Regions from separate parts of the Sus scrofa genome. Here regions 1 and 3 are each linked to region 2. A link is a contact called in public HiChIP or PLAC-seq data. All regions are on one chromosome and are shown on one strand. The core of a region is the stretch at or near the end of the contact, and the rest is flanking DNA. Distances in the headings are between cores, read along the strand shown. Region 1 overlaps RREB1 (ras-responsive element-binding protein 1). Region 2 has its middle 180 kb from the start of RREB1. Region 3 overlaps RREB1 (ras-responsive element-binding protein 1).

Region 1 (3,712 bases), core at 564-3,063, 240 kb after region 2:
GTGCTGGGGGGGCGGGGTGGGGAGCTGCCGCGTGGAGGCCGCTCGTCACTGCAAAGTGTGTACCTGGGACTTGGTCCCATTTCCTCCCTCCAGAGAAGCCGGGAGCCCCGCAGAGGGATGCAGGAATGGTACCCCAGGGTGGCTTCATCCAGCCTGTGCCAGACGACCGCCCCACCTCTCCACACTTCCTCTTTGAAAGAGCAGCTGTCCTCTGACTCACGTAGCTCGGTTTGGTGGACAAGGACCCCTGCCTCCCGCAGAAGTTGTGTGTAATGGAGCAGTGCCACCCCCCACCCCCCGGTCTTTATTTGGAGAGGAGAGACGGCCCTTTGGCCCGGAGCTGCCCTTCCCGCCACACTTTACTCCATGTGGACGTGTGCCTTCACCTGAAGGCCATGCACACTCTTTCTGAAGGGTGGCATCGGTGGCCTGTGTTACTCCTGGTGTCCCGGGGGGGGGGGGGGGGCCGGGCTGGGGCCCTGAACCTGGGCAGAAGGGGCAGCCGCTCAAGGCCAGTCCGTTTTCCTTCCTCCACCATGGGTCTCATTAAGAGAGAAACACAGGAACCGGTGAGGCCTTGGGATGCCCTGGGGTTGCCTTCTGGCACAGTGGACAGTTACTGCCAGGAGGGAGACCCAGAGGGTGTCCAGGGCCGCCGGGAATCCTGGCCAAGGGGCTCACCTTTGGGGACCATCCCACAGCACCCTGGAGCGGACAAGCTTGGTGAACGGCGTGGCTCTGGGTGTGGGGGGGTCTTTGAGGGTCCAGAGCTGCGGGGGGGCCCAGGCTGAGCGGCTCTGCCTGTGCACTGTGGCCCCGGCCCCGTCCTCGCGTCCCACGCATCCTGGTTCCTGGGGGAGCTAGACTAGGCCCCGTGTGGATGGCGCCCTCTCCCGCCACCCCCGCCCTTACTTACTTGACTCTTTTATTATTTCTTTGCAGTAGGTAAAGCTAAAGTTAGACCTGGGATCTGAGGCTCTGCTCCAGAGACTGACTTTTGCTCCGGGGGGCGGGGTGGTGATAAGGAGTGATTTCATTCAGATCCTCATAGCAGGAAGGTTTCTCAGGCCTCCCTTGCTTTGGCGTCACCCTTCTTCCAGAATTCCGCGCACAGCGCCTGTTCCCTTTGGTGAGAGCCAACGCACAGACTGCAGGGCTCGACCCAGAGGGGTTTCTTTCGCATTAGTTCTGGGTGGCGCCTGGAAACCTTCATTTCTTCCTGCAGGTGTAGTTGACCTGTGTCAGTTTAAGGTGTTGGTTGAATGACTGGCTTATTGGGAGTCGGCATTTCTAACCAGGGTCCAAGATGCTGCTGGGTGGGGACTCGGGGTGGCTGTGTTGGAGGGAGGGTCAGCGGTAGCTAGCGTCTCAGTGACCAGACGGGACTGTCGATCTCCTTGGGGAGGTGACCTGCGTGGTTCTTCCGCGCACTCCCCACCGGCTGTGCCCCCCCTCCTGCCCCAGCACTTACACACGCCCGTCCCTTTGGAATTCCAGGGCCCAGGCGTGTGGGCTCCAGGGTTGTATTTGGTGGGCAGCCTGGTGTACTCGGGTCGCTTCTGAGCTGGAGGTTGCGCTGGTGGGTCACTTGGACCTGGCCCCTTGGACAGGACTGGGCAGGGTTTCAGGATTCGGGGTTTCAAGCGCCTGGTGCCTTCTTCCCGTCACTGCTGAGCGAAGACCAGGGTGTGCAGTGGCATTCCTGTCCCTTTGCGCAGCGGGGTTGGGCGTGGCCACCGGCTCCGGGCAGCAAACTTGTTAGTTGGCAGTGGACTCAGCCCTGCTCCTGCCCGAGAGGAAGGCAGAGGAGAAGGTGGGAGCAGGGAGTCCTTTTTCCTGCCTAGAAACAGGCGGAAACGGGAGGCCAGGCGCTGAGCAGTCTGGAGGGGCCGAGATGACTCAGAAGATGGTGAGCAGTCAGAGAACGTGACTGATGGAGAGCATCTGCCTTCTCCAGCCCTGTGCCAGGAGGCGGGAATTTTGTCCAAAAGAAACAGCGTTTAGATCAGATCCACTTTGCTCTGCCACCGTGACCTTGAGGCCTACACAAGGGGACTGGCCCTCCCAGGGCTGTGGTTACGAGGACTGAACGAGGTGCTGAGCTGAGCGCGTGCTGAGCGTTATTTAGAAAGCCGTGGCCGCTGTCACCAGTAGTCTGGGCCCTAGTCTTTCAGTCTTAGTGTTAGTTTTAGTGTCCTAGTGTCTCCGAGTCAGGGTTTGGAACAGGGAGCCTCCAGCCAGTGGGGGCATCCTGGGAAAAGTGGCCCATGAGGGTTGGGGTTCGGGGACCAGTGCAGGTGTGTGTTCTGGGGGAAGAAACTCAGTGGCGAGTGTGGGGACTTGTCGTCCTGAGAGTCAGGAAGTAAACTGAGGCCAGAGCAGGGAAGAGCTTTGAACAGCAGGTAAAGATCACCATTGAAAGGGGGCGTGTTGGGAGTTCCGTTACGGCTCACTAGGTTACAAACCCGACTATTACCCTTGAGGATGCAGGTTCGATTCCTGGCCTTGCTCAGTGGGTGAAGGATCTGGCGTTGCCGTGAGCTGTGGTGTAGGTCTATGGCTGCGCTCTGATTTAATCCCAGCCTGGGAACTTCGTAGGCTGCAGGTGCAGCCCTCCAAAGAAAAAGGTGGGGGGCATGTCGCGGGGACAGAGGTCAACAGACAACCGAAGGCGTGAGCGCATACACGGCCTTGGGACCCAGGGTGGCTGCCGCCCTCCCCGCTTTGCTGTCTTGAACCTGGGCTGTGTACCTGGGGTGCATCTCCCCCTCCACCCCTTGGTAGCCCCTCCTCACCCAAGGGGGAGCATCCGGAACTGGCTGGAGCAGCTCACGGGCTGGCCGACCACGCTGGGCCTGCTCGAATGCTCTACGTGACACTCCAAGGCTCCCTCTGACCAAAGCCCGTGCCAGCGAGGGGGAGGGGGCCGCATGAGTTGCTGCCCGACCCAAGGCATAGACTGAACCCTCAGCCAAGAAACACATCAACTTCCTGGAACTCAGAGCCGTCATCACAGCTGTCGGCCTTCAGAGCACACGCGAGGCCGTCCTGGTTTAGAGGAGACAGTTTTGCCCCGAGCTTTGTAGGCATGGCTATGGTGCCACAGCCAGTCTGGTTGGGTCTCCTCCCCGGCCCAGCCGGGACTTCCTGCCTCAGAGAGATGTGCTTGCTGCTGGTTAAGTCCCCTGGGAGCCCAGAGCGTTTTGGGGTTGGAGTGCTGTCAGCCCTTCCCGGGTTGGCCCCACACCGGCGCCCTGGCTCTTCCTGGGCTGTTCCAGGCATCAAGCACCCCGAGTGTTTGTGGACATCCCTCAGGCCCAGCACCCCGCTAGGCTGGCCCGGTGCTGTCGTTGGTGGGCTTCTGCTGACACCCGCGGCATCCAGCTGAGCCCATCTCCCGGGGCGGCAGGCAGATGTTAGATTCCACTGCAGGGCCCTCCAGGTCCACACAAGCTGGGAGGCTTTCTCGCTAGACCGTGGTTCCTTTTATCTCTCATCTCCTCTTCGCTATCTCATTGGTCCTGGGACAGAAGCCTTAATCTCCTCTTTCTGGCTTCACGTAGCATTGTCCCTTATCTCCTCCGGGGCTGGAGCTGCGCTCGGGAGGGACCTCTGCCCTCTCCAGGCCATCCTGCCTCCATGGGATCTGCACCCAGCCTGTGTGGGGAGGCAAACCCAGAACCCTTCCAGCTCCTGGGGCTTCTGCTGCGTC
Region 2 (3,913 bases), core at 949-3,448:
CCCGGGGAGGGGGTCCTGCCATCCCCGCCCACGGCGGCACCTGCAGGCTGCCGGTAGGACAAGCCCTTGCAGGTGGGGCAGGTGTAGTTCTCCAGGCTGGTCCAGGGTCGGGAAAGGTGCGGTGAGGGCCCCACTGGGGCGAGGCCTCGTCCTCTGACCTCCCCAACAGCCCCTCTCCTGGCCACACCAGACACAGGACTCGGGCTGCGTTTTTAGCTAAAAGGATGACCGTCTCCTCTGGCTTAGACATCCAGACGCACGCCACCGGATCCAGACACACACACACAAATTCCACTTCTGCTCCTTTTCAACCCAAGGGGCCTTCCAGAAAGCAGAACTTTATAACAGCAAAGCTTCCTGGATGGCAGGCAGGGCTGTGCCGGTGAACCCAGGCCATAGTTCTGACTGCGCCCTGTAAACCAGTAAAACCCACGCGGGGTCTGCCCACCTCCCTGCCTGCCATCACAGAAATCCACTCAGGGTGCCCAGGGCAGCTAAGTCAGTGCCCCGTTCAGGGCATGTAGGAAAATGACACTTCTTCTTGGGTTCACGTCGTGTGTCTCTGCCCCCAGAGTCAGTAAACAAACAAGCTGTCCTTGGAGCAGACAACAAACCAGGCATCTCCCCGTTCCCGAGCGTGGCTCCGCGACGGGGCCTCCGCCCTCCCCCGGGTCGTGTGCAGAACGGGCATCCTCTGAGCCCCGCTGCCGCACTTGAGGGCCGCCAGATTATCGATGGGAACAGGTGCTCCTAATTCAGCGTAACCCACCGAGCCCTGCTTCCCTTTCTCTGGAAACCTCCTGATTTGGGAGTGAAGACTCCTGGCTCCTCCCAGGCTGGCCTGGATTTGCCGAGGTGGGTTGCTAAATTTAATTGCCAGTTTCCATGCCATGTGATGGTGTGTGACAGGCCAGCTCACCCCGTGAGCTCGCCAAGGGGTTTAAAATAAATGCTTTCTGACGGAAAGGATGATAGAGATTCCTGTTATTCACCAGCGTGCCTGGCGATTGAGCTGCTCCAGGTCTCACGGCTGGGCCCCTGCAGTGTTAATCTCATGAGCTCCCGCCCCGCTCCCGAGAGAGGCTTACAGGGCCGGTCGGGAGGCCTTCGCCAGCCCAGGCTGTCCCAGGTCTCTGCGACCTTGGAATGCAGAGAGCCCTGCGGGGCCGGCCTCAGGGTCTCCATCTGAAAAGAGGATGGCTAACAAAAAACCAGGAGTAGAGCGGATGCGTGGAGCTTTGGGGCAGCGAGCCCTGGATGCAGATTCAGTACTGACGTGAAATGGTCCTCAGAGCCCCATCCGCAGGCCCTTCAGGGAAAGCAGCATCCTTCTTGCCCGTTGTCTTTAACACACCGCCGGAAGCAAAATGCTGGCGGACCTGGCACCTCCCCATGACGCCTTCTGAAGCCCCCCCACCCGCGATGCTCAGCCTTCCTCTCCACTGAGCCCTGGGCAACCTCGGCCGCACCGGGGAGCCTGTGAGGAAGGCAGAGTCTCCTGGACCCGTGTGAAAAGAACGCGGGGAAGGAGGCTCTGAACAAAACTCGGCGGGAAAACACAGGCCCTGACCACCTCGCACCTCCATCCTTGCCCCCGTATCGTTCGGCCTGAGCTTTCGGTTTGGTGCGAGGTGGAGGACATGGGCACAGCTGGCAGATAAGCTGGAGATTCGTGTGCCAGGGGTGACGTCAAAGGAAGCTGCTCCTGGGAGGCGACCCTCCGTGGGTCTGTTCTGTCTCTGCTGGTGTCGCAGGCAGAGGCAGGGACTGCCCTCGCTCCCGCTTGTCCTTCCAAGGATGTCTGCACAGAGACCGGCCTTCGAAGACAGAGGGGGCGTCTCCCGCTGGAGCACAGGGCTGGCTTGTTTGCCGTCTAGTACCAGAGGTGGTCTGTCCCCAGGCTAAGGTTGCAGGTAGTGTAGAGCCCATTATAAAAAGCTGGGGTTTCCTACACCCGGCTGCTGTCCTGTGTCTTGCTCCACTGCGTGCAGAGGGCCCCCCTGGCCCTCTCTGCCCACCCTGTGGGCTGGGGCTTGGGGGCCCGGCACAAGAACACGATGACACCCTGGCTACTGCCATCACTACAAGCATTAAACTGTCCTCTGACTCTCATCCCCAAGTCTCATACCCTTTGCCGGCGGCCCTGAAGCTGTCACAGGCTAACTTGTTAACTCTGCAAAATCTCCAGACCTTCCCGGCGCTGGACAGTCGCCACGTAATGAACAGTTAAGGACGCTCGGCATCAGCTCCGTTCTTGTCCCGGCCAGACGATCGGCCTGCAATGCAAAGCTGCCCAATCGAGTTCTTGTCTCCAAGTAAACCGTCCTTAAATGGTTAAAGAGAAGACAATCCGTCATTTAAAAAACGTTTACATGTTCTATATAATCGCTGCCAATCTAATATTCAAAGGGTTTTCATGCAGATTCTGCGTAGCTCTAGAGAAATGAGCTGAGAGGCCCAAAAATGCCCCCTTAATGTAAAAGGAAAAGCAAATTTCAGCCACTAGAGCGAAGCAAAAATGAGTCAGCTTGGAGGAAGTAGGTTCAGTGCCAGGCTAGATGAGCACTTGTGGGAGCTTAATGGCAGAACGAGATTGGACTAGATGACTGCAAAGATTCCTTCAAATCTAAGACGCTACCGTGAAGGAGGCTGTTTCAGCGGGACGTCTGCTCAGATGCGCACCCCAAGGAGCAGAGGGGAGCCCGCAGATCCGGCCGCAATCCCACGGCACCCGGTAGGACGATCGTGGGCTCCGTCTTAACGAAGGCCTTTCTCATGCAGAAGCGCAGCCAAGTCTGGCTCACCCAGACGTGAGCTGGGGCTGGAGAATTCGTGCCAACCACGTCCACCAGGGAACTGGTTTACAAACCAGGGAGCCAATGCCTAACGCTTCGAGCAAAAGACGAGGTCTTCCAGTGACTGCCATCTTCTGGTCCAGCATACGGCCCACCCTCCCTCTCCCCAGCAGCTCGGTTCTAACGAAACCAAATGAACAGCCAGTTGTTTGTCTGAGCCACCAGACCAAGAGAAAGGGACGGAAAGGCCTGGAACTCAAGTCATCTGAGGGGTGCATTAGGCGATTACATCAGAGGCTGGTGAAACCTCTCCTCCCCAGGGAGGAAGAGATTTTGCAGCAGCCAGAGTGTTGGCAATGTCACCTTTGACAGAGATGGAAACACTCAGAGATTCTTCGTTTCCTCCTCCCTTTCCAGACCCCAAGAGGCCATCGGTCTACTGCTTTTTTTTTTTTTTTTTTTTTTTTTTTTTTTTTTTTTTTTTTTTTTTTTTTTTTTTTTTTTTTTTTCGCTATGTCCACTTTGAGCTAGCCCAACGCAGGCCACGGATCACTGCTTGATACGTAGCAATGTTACCATGGAGGACGGTTTAGCGATCGTTAATGCCGGTTAATCCTCTTTCTTAAGATGCCGAAGGAAATACCTTCGTTGCATCAGTAGTAAACGTGTATGAGGCACCCATCAGAAGTTCCAGGGCAGGGATCAAATCCGAGCCACGGCAGTGACAATGCCAGATCCTTAGCCCACCAAGGCGCCAGGGACCTGCGACCCACTGGCTCAGTTTCTCAGTCCCAGCTCGACCCTCTCCTAGCTGGGGTCCTGTACAGGATCACTGAACATCTAGAAGCCCCAGCTTCCTCGTCTGGAAGAGAGGACACCACCTCCTCATGGAGATCCACACTCACACACGGACCGCTGGGAAGCACACACACCAGATACTTAAGCAGAGAGGCACGGAAGCATCTTAAAGAAGCTGATCTCGGAGCTGGGTCTGGAGGGATGAGAAGGTGCCCGGCGCACAGAAGAGGAGAATGGGGGTGACACGGGCGCAGGGCTGCAAGCCCTGGGGCGCTGCACGGAGAGCAAGGAGAGCTTGCCCAGCTCCAGCCGGCTGCGCG
Region 3 (3,609 bases), core at 776-3,275, 220 kb after region 2:
TCATTTGTGAGATGACGTGCTTTCCTTTTCAAATCTGTCTCTTTGTGAAGAGGCTTGAAGGTCGAGGTAAAAAGACTGACTAAGCAGCTGCAGACCAGTTAAGGGGAAGGTCACCCCAGGTTTTGGGGTTTCCAGGAGCTGTTTCTCCACCTGGAGTCTGCTCCTAACTTTTAGAGCACGTGTTCCTTCCTTGGTCCAGCGATTCCATGCTCGCTCGTGGTCTGCACCTCTGAGCAGGGGCAGCTCTTTGGACTGTTCTCCCTTTTCCGTGGTCTCCTGACGGCCCTTCTCCTGTGATTAATATGTGTGTTGCTTGAAGTGGCAACTGAAACATCACCAGGTATTTTCACCAGGTAGAAACTGCTTTTCCTGTGTCAAAACAACCAATGTGGCTTAGTTGATGCTTCTGTTGCTAAGCAGGTAAATTCTGGTCTGCAGCTCTCTGTTAACCCCATAAATGCCTCACGTCAAGCAGAAAGCAACAAGAAGGAAAACCAACTTTCGCTGCCTTCTGGCAGAGTGCTTAGTTCCAGTGGCTGAAAACTGGGCCTCACTCACCCTCACCTCCACTTAGCTGTTGGCAGCACCCAACCTCCATTTCCCTCTTTGCCAGGGGGGAGTCGGGAGGTGCAGGGGCCTGGGAGGGTGGTAGAGCAGGCGGCCTGCGGGCCGCCAGTGAAGGTCTCCCACTGCCTGGTACCGATGATGGGTTCAAGTCCAGTCAGGCATGGCTTTAGCCCTTTTCTTTGGGATTTAAGGCCTTCACGTCGGCCTTCATCTGCAGCCGGGCTGTGGCAGAAAGAAGAAGAAAGGCTTGCTGTGTGCATCCGTTTGCCAGAAAGGAGTTAACCGAGCCAGCGCACCGCAGAACAGGTTGGGCAAGACTGTTAAAGCCAGTGGGGCAGCCTCCCCCTCTGCTCCTCTCCCCCCTTTCCTTCTCTCTCCTTCCTCCTCCGACCCCCTGCTCCTCTCCCAGGACGTTCAAACATCTTCCCATTAGCCCTGCTCCCCTCCCCCTCCCCACTTCAGTGTCTGGCTTTCCCTCTCTGGGCAAGACATTTGATGTGATGAAAATACTTTGTGGCAAAGAGGAGGCTGTGCTGAGAGGCCTCAGCCTTGCCAGCTGTTTCTGGAGAAACCCAGGTCTGTGCCCTTGGTCATGTAACATAGGCCCCATTCAAAGAGACATTCTTGAGTGTGCATTTATGCCTCTGTGGGCCTGCGGGGTGGACGGCCTGGGGGGAGGACGGCGGGGGGTGGGGGTGGCGAGGTCGGGATGGGGACGTGGAGGGCAGCGAGGGGGAGTCCCTGCCAGTGAGTGTGAGAGGATGCTTCTGGAAGCCTCCGGAGTCTTCTTGGACGTAGGGGCTATCTCGTGGCCGTAAACGCGGAGAAGCCGAGCTCTCTAAGAGCCAGGCCTGGTCTGCCATCAGTTCTGCGTGGTGTTTGTGTCTGAGCCTCCGTAAACATACCATATATAGTCAGGCTGGAGCTCGCTATAACACGCGCTGCAGGGGAGCCGCTCCTGATGCACAGATCCTGGCGCTTAGAAGCTGCCTCGGCTATTTCTGGTGTGTGGCCCGCGCTGTCTTTTTTCACTTTTGGAGGGAGGAGGGAGAGGGGCCTTTTTTCTTTCCGTCTTCACGCTGCTCGAAACATGTTTCTGATCCCAGTGTGTCTGGCCCTGCGAAAGCTCAGGAAACCATCTTGTCCCGTGAGGAGACTGGATTCTCTTGGTACATCTGTTTTAGAATCAAACCCCTGTTTTTCTTCGGCTCCTTCACCCCACACACGTTTCGCATTTCATGGTCCCCTGTCCTCAGCTGCTTGGGTTTGGAGCATCTTTTCGCACTGTGAGGGCAGCAGATACTGTGGGGGCCGGTGGAGAAGCTGCTTTCTCGCACCCCACGTCCCCACACCCTCCCGAGCCTCCCCCCAAGCCACTTCACCTTCGCTGTGCTGTGCCCGGCTAGGGCGTCAGCTTTCCGCAGAACCGGGGGCGGCCCTTTTGCACTTGGCAGGGCTGGGTCAGTTGGTCCCTCCCACCCAAATACCTAGGATCTAGCACTTCAGCTTGTTGGAGTGAGCAGCGGGAGGCACTTGTGGTTCAGATAAGAGACTTCTTCCTTTTCCGTCTCTTATTTTCCTTCCTCTCCTCCTGCCTCCACAGGCTGTTGCGTTTCTTCTCAGGCCGCATGTATCAATAACCCTGGAGAAAAGGTGGTGTGCCCCGCTGGGATGTATGTGGGTGTTAGGGAAAGAGCAGATGGGCACCTTCCTTGCCGGGTTTTCTTTCCCTGGCCTCGTCCGAGTTCTGAATTATATCTGACTGTGTGACAGCTAATTGTACCATCCTTCCCGTTTCTTAAGCTGATAAGCCCCTTTCTGTCTGCCTCCATCAAGCCTCTTTGTGTGAGAAGTTCCTAATGCAGCTGAAGAACAAAGTGACAGTTTTCTTATTTACTGAAGTCTCTAAAGCACGTTCATTATGCGCTTTATCTTTTTAAAAACCTTATGTCTTTAACTTACGTAACTGAATTGTTCCAAGTAGTACAAAGTTAAAACTTCCTACTTCCTTTAAAATATCAGAGAGTCCAGAAAAAAGAAATGGACTTTTTTTTTTTTTTTTTTTTTTCTTTTTTCAGGCTGTGTATTTCATCGCAAGCTGTTAACAGTGCTTGGTAGATAATGTTCAGAGTAAGAGCTCGGGTACTGCCGGAGTACCAGCTACCAGTTATGGAAACAGCGCTTGCTTAGCTAGTATTCGGTTGACTCAAAAGTCGTATATCACTTAGGTGGAGGTCACTTATTTGGCATTCTCAGGTCCCGAATATTTAGCATGTGAGTGACAGAGAACCAGCAGGGGGTGTGTGTGTGTGTTGGCGGGGAGGGCAGCAAAATCAAGCTTCAGAAGCCAGTCGGGTATGGGAAGTCGCTTCTACCCTTGACTCACGATGGTCCTTTCAGGCCCACACTAGAGCTCCATCATTCTCCCTGTAGGTATGGCCCTGACCACCTCGTCTCCCGTTTTCAACAAGAAATTAGGGGTCAGAATTGGTGAGGGGCGGGCGGAGGGGGGGCGCGTGTGGCTGGAGAACAGCCGTCGGAAGGAGACGCACTGAGAGCAGCAAGAGAGAATGTCAGGCATGAGCGGGAAGAGTCCCACGGCGTGGCTGTTTCCCCCCCGGGGACCCCGGGCTAAGAGAGCCGAGGAGCCTTCCGTGTTACTGCTTATGACTGCATGTGGGTCCACACGCCCGCAGTACAGATTTCAGCTAAAAAAACCCCAGCATGGCCGACTGCGGCCTTGTGGCGCGGGAGCAGGGCCGAACGGGGAGGCTGGCACGGTCGTTTGCGAAGGCACCTTGTGTAATAGTTGTTCATTGTAGTGACCCTGAGTCATCGCCCAAAAAGGTTAGATTAATCATATGTTGATTCACCAGGCTCTGCTTCAGAGATGGGGAAGTTTGAGAGATACTTTAGAATGATTTAGACGCAGGAGTTTTACATGGAAAATTAAGTTCTCCATGCTTCCCACCCGCACCCCCCCCCCCGTGATGTGCAGCTGCTTAGTGGGTTAACCTGATGTGTCAAATCAACCTTCCCGTG

Evidence for each region. HiChIP or PLAC-seq counts read pairs in DNA pulled down with a chosen protein or histone mark.
Region 1: a contact with region 2 is called in an H3K27ac HiChIP or PLAC-seq map of skeletal muscle. The contact joins two enhancer-like sites. A contact is called at or near these places in 2 of 2 datasets of contacts at active chromatin or transcription factors (alveolar macrophages and skeletal muscle).
Region 3: an H3K27ac HiChIP or PLAC-seq map of skeletal muscle shows a contact between it and region 2. The contact joins two enhancer-like sites. A contact is called at or near these places in 1 of 47 Hi-C or Micro-C datasets (skeletal muscle) and 2 of 2 datasets of contacts at active chromatin or transcription factors (alveolar macrophages and skeletal muscle).

Annotation. Positions count from the first base shown.
Region 1 is chr7:4,567,453-4,571,164 of Sscrofa11.1, forward strand. The region is part of intron 1 of RREB1 (ras-responsive element-binding protein 1); the gene reads left to right. Among named protein-coding and RNA genes, the nearest start is that of RREB1, 57 kb to the left of the region's middle. Within about 2 kb of position 1,814, at least 32 of the 83 cell types and tissues checked have an H3K27ac peak or open chromatin away from gene starts, as enhancers often do. A contact at or near this core is called in skeletal muscle, where this site is marked.
Region 2 is chr7:4,330,988-4,334,900 of Sscrofa11.1, forward strand. No RefSeq gene overlaps it. Among named protein-coding and RNA genes, the nearest start is that of RREB1, 180 kb to the right of the region's middle. Within about 2 kb of position 2,199, at least 13 of the 83 cell types and tissues checked have an H3K27ac peak or open chromatin away from gene starts, as enhancers often do. A contact at or near this core is called in alveolar macrophages and skeletal muscle, where this site is marked.
Region 3 is chr7:4,546,831-4,550,439 of Sscrofa11.1, forward strand. All of the region lies in intron 1 of RREB1 (ras-responsive element-binding protein 1), which reads left to right. Among named protein-coding and RNA genes, the nearest start is that of RREB1, 36 kb to the left of the region's middle. Within about 2 kb of position 2,026, at least 37 of the 83 cell types and tissues checked have an H3K27ac peak or open chromatin away from gene starts, as enhancers often do. A contact at or near this core is called in alveolar macrophages and skeletal muscle, where this site is marked.